Linked DNA regions of Oryzias latipes: region 2 is linked to region 1. A link is a contact called in public Hi-C data. All regions are on one chromosome and are shown on one strand. The core of a region is the stretch at or near the end of the contact, and the rest is flanking DNA. Distances in the headings are between cores, read along the strand shown. Region 1 holds the start of gli2 (zinc finger protein GLI2). Region 2 holds the start of inhbb (inhibin beta B chain).

Evidence for each region. A called contact is a pair of places that touch in the nucleus more often than the background predicts.
Region 2: a contact with region 1 is called in a Hi-C map of embryo, with 3 times the contacts expected there. The contact joins the promoter of inhbb here to the promoter of gli2 in region 1. A contact is called at or near these places in 5 of 5 Hi-C or Micro-C datasets (embryo, fibroblasts and gastrula embryo).

The regions. Positions count from the first base shown.
Region 1 is chr2:10,606,922-10,611,136 of ASM223467v1, forward strand. gli2 (zinc finger protein GLI2) reads right to left here and starts at 1,966. Exons shown (of 14, transcript XM_023964285.1): 1 at 1,557-1,966.
Region 2 is chr2:10,783,677-10,788,251 of ASM223467v1, forward strand. inhbb (inhibin beta B chain) reads right to left here and starts at 1,376. Exons shown (of 2, transcript XM_020707922.2): 1 at 1-1,376.

The DNA of each region.
Region 1 (4,215 bases), core at 716-3,215:
TCACTCCCCAGACTGTTTGCCAGCGATTAGTCGGGGTCGGCCAGAAAACTAAACAGTTGTAATCCACTTACTCATGAAACCAGAGCGGCCGTCATCTAAACACTCCACAGGAAGTAAGGCGTGAGGGTCCGGCCCCGACGGCGTGAACGCAACACAAACATTTGTCTGCACTTTTCTACCAGCTTCACTCGAGCTCATTTACACACAAACGCTAGTTTCACCGAGCAAACCTCACAAGTCTGACAACAACCTTTAGCTGTTTCATTTGTGAGACAAAATTTTGATCAGAAAGATGATGAAAAAAGGTCGGATGAGATGACTTCATTTCAAAAAAATCTTTTACTTCTTATGATTAACGCCCAAAATGAGTCAAATGATCCCGGACGAGCCCCCGCGTCGATGCTTTCTGGTTTAGTTTAAAGGTGAACTGAGTGGATTCCTTGATGGTTGATGTGTTTTAGCAGGTCTGACATCTGTGGATTCGTTGCCACCCCTTCTCTAAATCCACTGATGCTGCTATTCTGCTCAAGGATCCTGCGGCAAGGCCCCGGGGCCACATGCTGTAATTGGTGCGGACTTGTTGTTTTGTGGGATAAGAGACTTTTGAGTCATCACAGCGGGGTGTTTTACTCACTTCCAATTCCCATTTATCGCGCCCCCGTGGCCGCCCGCATGCCTTTCTCCCCGTGCAGCCCCCGCGTGTTATTCTTTCTTTTCTCTCATTAAACTCTGCGCAGATTTTTGGGGAGAACCCGCAGCAGGGCCGGTAATGACGGGCGCAGGGCGGGCTTGTGTGAAAACGGCAGCGCTGGATGAAAGTGACATCCCTTCACAGGTTTGGGAGCCCCCCCTTCATGTCATCCTGAATAATGTGAAGGGCCCCATTATTTCCTCACATCTTTTCAGCCCCCCCCCCCCCCCCCTTTTGCTCCCTGACTGCTGGAACTCTTCATCCTGCACAAAAGCAAATGCACTAAAACTTTTTTCTGATGCAAATGAACGCAGGCGGCCTTTCAGGCGGAGAGAAAAGCCGCAGCAGCTCCAGGCAGAGGAGATGTTCCACCTTCACAAACACCAGAAATGAGATTTCATATTTGGACTAACAAGTAAATATTTGAAAGTCTTTTTGATGCAAACATCAATTTCTGCTCCCTATAAAATGAGTATTGTAATTTTTTTATAATGTCCAGCCACGTAGAGATGCTGCTAGACCCTGAAACTGTGAAAATATGTAAATAATGCAGTTTTTGAAAAAATGAATCACCATCAGTGACCTGATTAAGCAGCATTTTAACAGCTATAAATATAATTCCCATCATTGCACAAACTCAATTAATCCTTTCTATCTCTATATATCTTATATTTTATTTTTATCCTGATATGAGCATTATATATATATATATATATATATATATATATATATATATATATATATATATATATATATATATATATATATATATATATATTCTTTTTAAAAAGTAAGCAAATTACCTTTTTTTTTTAAAGTGGAAATCTAAATCTTATCAAAATCTCCGGGAAAAAGTTCGACTCACCCCTTTGCTTGTGCTTCGTGTTGTCTCTTATGGTTAGCTAAGTCTGGGTTCGGAAAGTTTCGTCAGAAAGACGGAACCAGTCCGGGCCGCGCGGGTTCCTATCCGTGTCAAGGCGCGCGGCGCTCACTCTCGTACTTCTCCCTGGAAAAGTACCGCGGAGCTGGAAGTTCGGAGGCGCGCGGCTCCATCGGCCGCGGCACGCGCGCGCGGCGGCCTCTCTGGAGAAAACTTGGCAGGACTTTCCGAACTGCGGCGGCGTGGTCGGGATGCTGCTGAGCCGCGAGGATGCGCCGTTATTTTCTTCCTCACCGCCCCTCCGCACACCCCACTTCTCTTCCTCCTCCTCTTCCTCTTGTGACTCCCCCCTTCCTACTCCGCACCCGCCTCTCAACGGGACTAATGTTCAATCATCGATTATGGATCCTGCTGGATATTTCCCTTCCCAGTTCGTTTTGATTGGCTCATTAAAGCTCTTTTATTAATTTAAATCTTCTTCAAATACACTTGTTAGAGTATTTCACGAAACATCTTGGGTTAGTTTTGGCTTTAAAAAAATTGTTTGTTAGTTTGTTTTTCTCATCAATCCCTGATATTTGCATCTTGATTTTGCCAGAAAATTTAAATTTGACCAACAAGTGTGATGATTTGTGACAAAAAAGCTGACCCTAGGTGAAGTAAAAAGTTTAAAATGTATTTTTTTCACCCAAACAAGTCTTATCACCCATTTATAAGAATACATTTTTCAATCAGATAAAAATAGTAAAATAATCGGAAGCAGGGGCGGAGCTACAGGGGACAAGGCTGCCCCCCTCCCCCGCAAAATGTCCGCCCCTCTAATTTTTGAGTCAATATTAGTATTTTCATTGACAAATATTAATAAATCATCAAAACAAGCTTCTTTAAGCATTAGAAATAGCACATTGGTTAAAAGAAAAGCTGTTTTAACATTCGTAATAATAATAAAATAGTTTGAAGTATGTATTTTTTATTTGTAATGGCCGTTACCTCTGCTTTTCTCATTTGCCACCATTCCAAAGTCTACTGCCCCTCTCCCGCCCTGCTAGCTCCGCCCCTGATCTGAAGTTAGTCCCAGCTTCTTTGAACTGTTTCAATGAACTTTAAGTCAGATTCAAACTGGGATGACTCCAGTTTCAAGTTCCTCTGCGAAGCTCTCATCTGGACCGCTATCTCAGAGAAGCCTGACCTCTAGTGTTGGTTCTGTGTTCTGCATGTACCAAGTTCTTCCTGTGAGGAATCTAAACAGATGTTCATTTAAACTAGATGCACAAACAGACATAACATTGAAATAAAAGCACACTGTATACAATAGGTTCAAGCAGAAAATACAGAATGTTTTTATCTTGTGAAATCTTTTATCTTTACTTACTTAACCCTTGTTCTATCCTAGGCACTCTGATATCGGGAGTGGGGTCATCTAGACCCACTAGACAGTGCGCTGAACGTTTTTTCTTCAATGATTTGTGATCTTCACTGGTGTCCATGGATTACATGAAATCCTCTGCACCTTTATCCACCATAGGATTGCACCAGGGTCAAGTATGAAAAGTCATTTTGCAACAAAAAACAAGTTACAGTTTTTAGGGATAAGGCCTTTATACTTGATGGATGTGGCAGCAGCAGGGGGAGGATGATGTTCCACAGAAAAGGAACAAAAGTAGGACAAAAATGTGGCGTTATGAAAGACAGAGTAAATATTGAAAACCCAGTTAGAAAACAAAAAAAAACTCCTGACAATCTCAAACTAAATGTGTTTGATTTGAACTCCTCTTTTTTTAGGAAAGAAAAATTTCCACTGGGAAGATATGGAAGTTCATTATTAAATATTATTATTTTTTAAATACACTCCTCTTCATTACAAATAAAAATCCATTTTTAAATCTTTCTACAAAGTGATGATTTGCATCTGTTTTCTGAAATATGGGTCGACTAAAGTGATAGAATTTAAACAAAATTATTTTAAACCTAAATCCTAGATAGTCAATCAGAAAAGGTGAAGCTGTAGTTACAATTAAGGACAGGACTCTCAAAGCTGCTCCAAAAAAAATTAATAAAATAAAAAATGAAGGAAATGAACAAAACAACAGAAAAAATGTAATGTATTTGTTGAGTTTGTTGTGGAAGTTTCTAATTGAAAAAATCTACTTAAGTTTTGAAGGAAAATAGTGACATCTAGTGGAGACAAGACGGAAATACATTTACATAAAAAAACCGTTATTTCTATTTATCAAACTATCAGCTATCCATATTAATTTAGTTGGGTAATATTTAAATACTTATTATAATTATTTTGAGGGATGGAACCAATTTGACTCAGACATCTGTTTTCTTTTTCGCTGTTTATTTTTCAGTAGTCTTTTTTGACACTGAATATAAAATAATAAAGGTAATAACATTACCTTTATTATTTTATATTCAGTCGTGTATAAAATGTAAAAGGAATAAGTACCACTAAATATTCGTTAATATTTGCAAATTCTAACTTAATGGAACTAGAAAAATGAAAATAAAGGAAAGAAGAGCAGAAAGAGTGAATAGATTAATGACACTCCTATAATGCACAACCCTTATCAATAATGCTATTTTGACAAATGGTCTCCCTTACTGAGATCCCAAAAATAAGTTTAGTTGGTTCTACTTA
Region 2 (4,575 bases), core at 126-2,625, 180 kb after region 1:
ATGGGACAAATGAAATCCAAATTCTGCATTGTGAAAATGACAAAACTGTGCAGAGTAGCAACTGTTAAAATCCTTCTGCTCTTGGAACATTTATTTTGTTTGTGAATTTACTATATTTGGGGGGAAAGAATAGTAACAAAGAAATTTGATTTATCTCTGACAAGGTTACTACACTCAGCCTCCAGATTTAATGAGACTGGCTGACATTGAGGTTATTTTTAAAAAAAAAAGAAAGAGAAGCTTTTCAGATTTGAACCTTAATACTTTCAGATTTCAATTTTCTTGAGGAGGCAAATCACATTTAGCTTTACAGTGCAAAATATACATTGGTTATGCATTTTTTCATTTATGCAAAAACTAAAAAGCAACTTGAACTGTAAAAAAAGTTTTGGTCTAGTTATTACTACATTTTCCAGTTTAGAAACACTTGTCTTTAATAAAATGACACAAACAAACAATAAGGATTTAGTTTGAAAATCCAAAAGTTAAAAAGCGGAGAAATTAAGGTGCAGTGTCTGATCACTGGGGCATGAGAGGTGGCTGTGTGGCTTTTATTTACAAAACGGACAAATAAGATAAAAAAAAAAAAAAAAAAGCTTTTCCCAAATATTAGAAAGGGGAATTGGCTTTGTAATATTTTCCAAACTGTGGAGTAAAGTTCCCGGAAACTCAGTCATGAAGCTTCTGCGTCAACCCTATTCCAGCTACAGTTTGGCACCAATTGCAATATTCATTCTTTTGATTTTAATATGCGTCCTTCAAAGTTCCCCTGTCTGTTGGAAAAGGATGTAACTTCCCGCTGTTTCCCCATGTCAGAGTTTGATTGAAACTAAAACATGACAAAGCGACAAAGGCCCTGAATCTGGAGCTCTCAGGCCGGACGATCTCCATATTCAAATGTCCCGGTGCGTTTTTTCATGCAACACGATCCGACCCGCTGAGGTCGAGTGACACTGCTTGACGTTCCAGACATTTGTTAGTAAAAACTGCAAAACCAAATCCGGCCATCACGGCACGAGAGCTGCGTCGACCTCTGACCCTTGCTGACTGCTTTGACTGAGGAGTCCAGACCCCCCGCCACCTCCACCGCCGGCACACTCCTCCAACAACACAAGGCGTCTGAATCCTCATGATGGCAAACTCTTTGGCTCAGAGATTTAAGATGCAAGGTTAAAAGTTGAGGAAGTGAACTCCTAAACACTCCAGCGGCTCCGGATCCTGACATCAGGGTGAAAAGTGGGGAAATGGCGCCATCTTTGATCCAAACACGCAAACTACAACATGCATCAGTGAGCGCCTCAAGAAGCTGGTAAACTGAGCTTTCTACTGTTTGTCCCTTGTGCTATCTTAGATGACCCCACCCTTACATTGACATGTTCTCCCTACCATGACAAAGGTGGATAAAGGTGGAAATATTTCATGTAATCCATGGACACCAGTGAAGATCACAAATCATTGAAGAAAAAAGGTTCAGAGCACTGTCTAGTGGGTCTAGATGACCCAACTCCCAATGTTAAAGTGCCCAGGATAGCACAAGGGTTACTTCACACAGGGTGTCCAAACCAGGGTTCACCAACCTTTTTGAGACCGAGGGCTATTTCATGGGCACCAAGTGGTATGAAGGGCGCCACTAAAAACCTCCTAGCCCCCCCCCCCCCCAAAAAAAAACAACACAATTTGAGGACTTCCTTTTGTGTGCCCTATTTTTATTTGCTCATTTTACACACAAAAACATGCATGAATTTTCTAGACTCGTATTACGGGGGGGGGGGGGGGTGTCAAACTCAGTTGCAGAGGGAGCCTAATTTCAAAACAGACTTTAGGTTGCAGCCGGACAAGATAAATATTTATTGAACACACTAAAAATAAACTTTTAAACCTTTAAAACTTTAACTTTATTTTAACTTTTTAAACATAAATGTAAATAAAAACAGACAGGAATATTAATCCTCACATTAATGGTTTTCTTTGTCTACCTTTATCTCAGAATTGATATTGTTGTCATTGACAGACATGCCGTGGTTGTTTGTTGAATATTTGCTTCAATAAAAAAAAAAAATATATTTTTTTTGGGTGCATTCCCTGCGGGCGCCACAAGGGGTGCACTGGCGCCCGCGGGCACAGGGTTGGTGACCCCTGGTCCAAACCTTTTGCGAAGAGGGAGAAATTAAGGAAAGGTCTGTCAGAAACATAGAAATTGATCAACATTACCATCAATGTTGAACCATTGACAATGTTTACTGTACTGTTTATGTATAGTTAACAGAATACAGTTTTGTATAAAACGGAAAAAAAGAAAAAGGATTTTAGGTTAAGAGTAGCCTCTTAGGTTTACCAGCACACATTACACTCATACTGCCAAGGAAATCGTAACCGTTATCATTCACACACATAAAGTAACTTTCATACATCAGAGTAAAAAGAAAATGTATACAGCATATATTTTTATTCCTGAACAGTTGTTTGTTTTTGTTTTTGGTGTGAACTTCATTAGTTATTTCTGTATTTTGAAAAAATTTGTAATGTTTTTTTACAGTTTACATGTTTTGCAGACCGCATGTTTTTTACACTTTTGCAGCTGTATTTATTTAATATTTAATATTTATTTCTTTATTTAATAAGAATCTAATTTTTGATAATAATTTTTTCATAATAATTTTAGTAATATTTTTAATTATTTAATATAAATGTCATTTGTCATTTGTCAATGTGATGTCCTTTATTGATGTTATATTATATAGATTATTTCTGAATGCCGTGTTGCTGTCACAGATAAATTAAATTTCCCCATTGTGGGATTAATAAAGTCATCTATCTATCTATCTATCTATCTATCTATCTATCTATCTATCTATCTATCTATCTATCTATCTATCTATCTATCTATCTATCTATCTATCTATCTATCTATCTATCTATCTATCTATCTATCTATCTATCTATCTATCTATCTATCTATCTATCTATCTATCTATCTATCTATCTATCTATCTATCTATCTATCTATCTATCTATCTATCTATCTATCTATCTATCTATAATGTACTTTATAATTACACACAAACAAAAAACAATGAAAATGATATGCAGCCTACAGTGCTGTAAAGGATGCTTGAGTTTCACAACTAGTTCTTCACTGGTCGCTGTCCTCACCCTCCTTCTCCTGGCCATCGTCCTCACCCTGCTGGCCGTCCACACGCTGCTGTCTGTATGGCCACAGATTCTCGTCCACATCACAGCGTATATTCTCCCTTGTGATGCAACGAGAGTAGAAACGGCGTGCATGTTGTAACCATCCCCTACACTGATCTCAAGTAATATCCTCACACACAGCATCCATTGCATGGAGCAGGGACTTCTGATCTTGAGCCTTATGCTCATACACTCTCCACCTCCAAGCGGAGAAAAACTCCTCAATAGGATTGAGGAAAGGAGAGTAAGGTGGAAGGAACACTATGACCATCGTTGGATGAGTAGTGAACCAGGCCCTGTGAGCGGGCCACGGTGGAAATTCACATTGTCCCGTACAATAACATATAGTGGTGGGTGAGGCCCTAAGAGATCTCTCTCATTTTCAGGGATCAAATCAAAATGAAGGCGGTCCAAGAAGATGAGGAGCTTCTGTGTATTGTATGGGCCAAGACTGGGGATGTGGTTGGCCACACCATTCTCAGATATGCCAGCACACATAGTTATATTGCCCCCTCGCTGGCCTGGGACATCCACCGTGGCCCAGTGGGCAATAATATTAAGGCCAGCTTCATCCACAGCTTCATCCACAAACACGAGGATTTGAGGAGTCTCATTTCCTTCCAATGCCATTATTCTCTACAATGGCGTAAAAAAAGAAAACATCAAATCAGTCATACAGAAGAGTCATATTGTGCATGTGATGACTTACACAATGAAATGATGCTGACTCATTTTGGAGCGAACAACCATTAGACTGAGAATCAACAGTTTGGATCAACAAGATCTATTCACTTGGAAATTGTGCTAAATGAAGACTACCTGTACTTAATTATTTTGCAAAGATGTACTGAGACATTGAGACATATACTAAGACATTTGCAATTTGATGAAATTAATGAGAAATTCCATTCTGTTGTGAACAATTGCCAAGTAGTTTGGAGGTTTGTCCATGTTGTTTTGAGAATGTAATTTCTGTTTCAAGAAATGAGCCAAACCATTGGAGAAAAACTGTAGAGCACAAGCAGCGGCCAATCAGAATTGAGTATTTACCCAGACCATGGTATAAAAAGTGATAATCCACAGTGATAATGCACGCTCTAAAAAAGAAGTTAGATTAGATTTGTTTATTAATCCCACGAATGGGAAATTTCCTTGTCACAGTAGCATGGAGTTTGGCACAAGTATGTACAGACAGTAATGACAAGTTAGACAGACACACATTTGAAAGAATACATACAAAAGTAAGAGTGTTCTGATAAATAAACAGGGAAAGAGATGTGCAGGTATATAGAGGTCATCTGTATATACAGTTTTGTACAGTGAATAAAAAACAAAAACTATGAAACTATTTACTTAGGCTGGTGTTGAACAGCCTGATGGCAG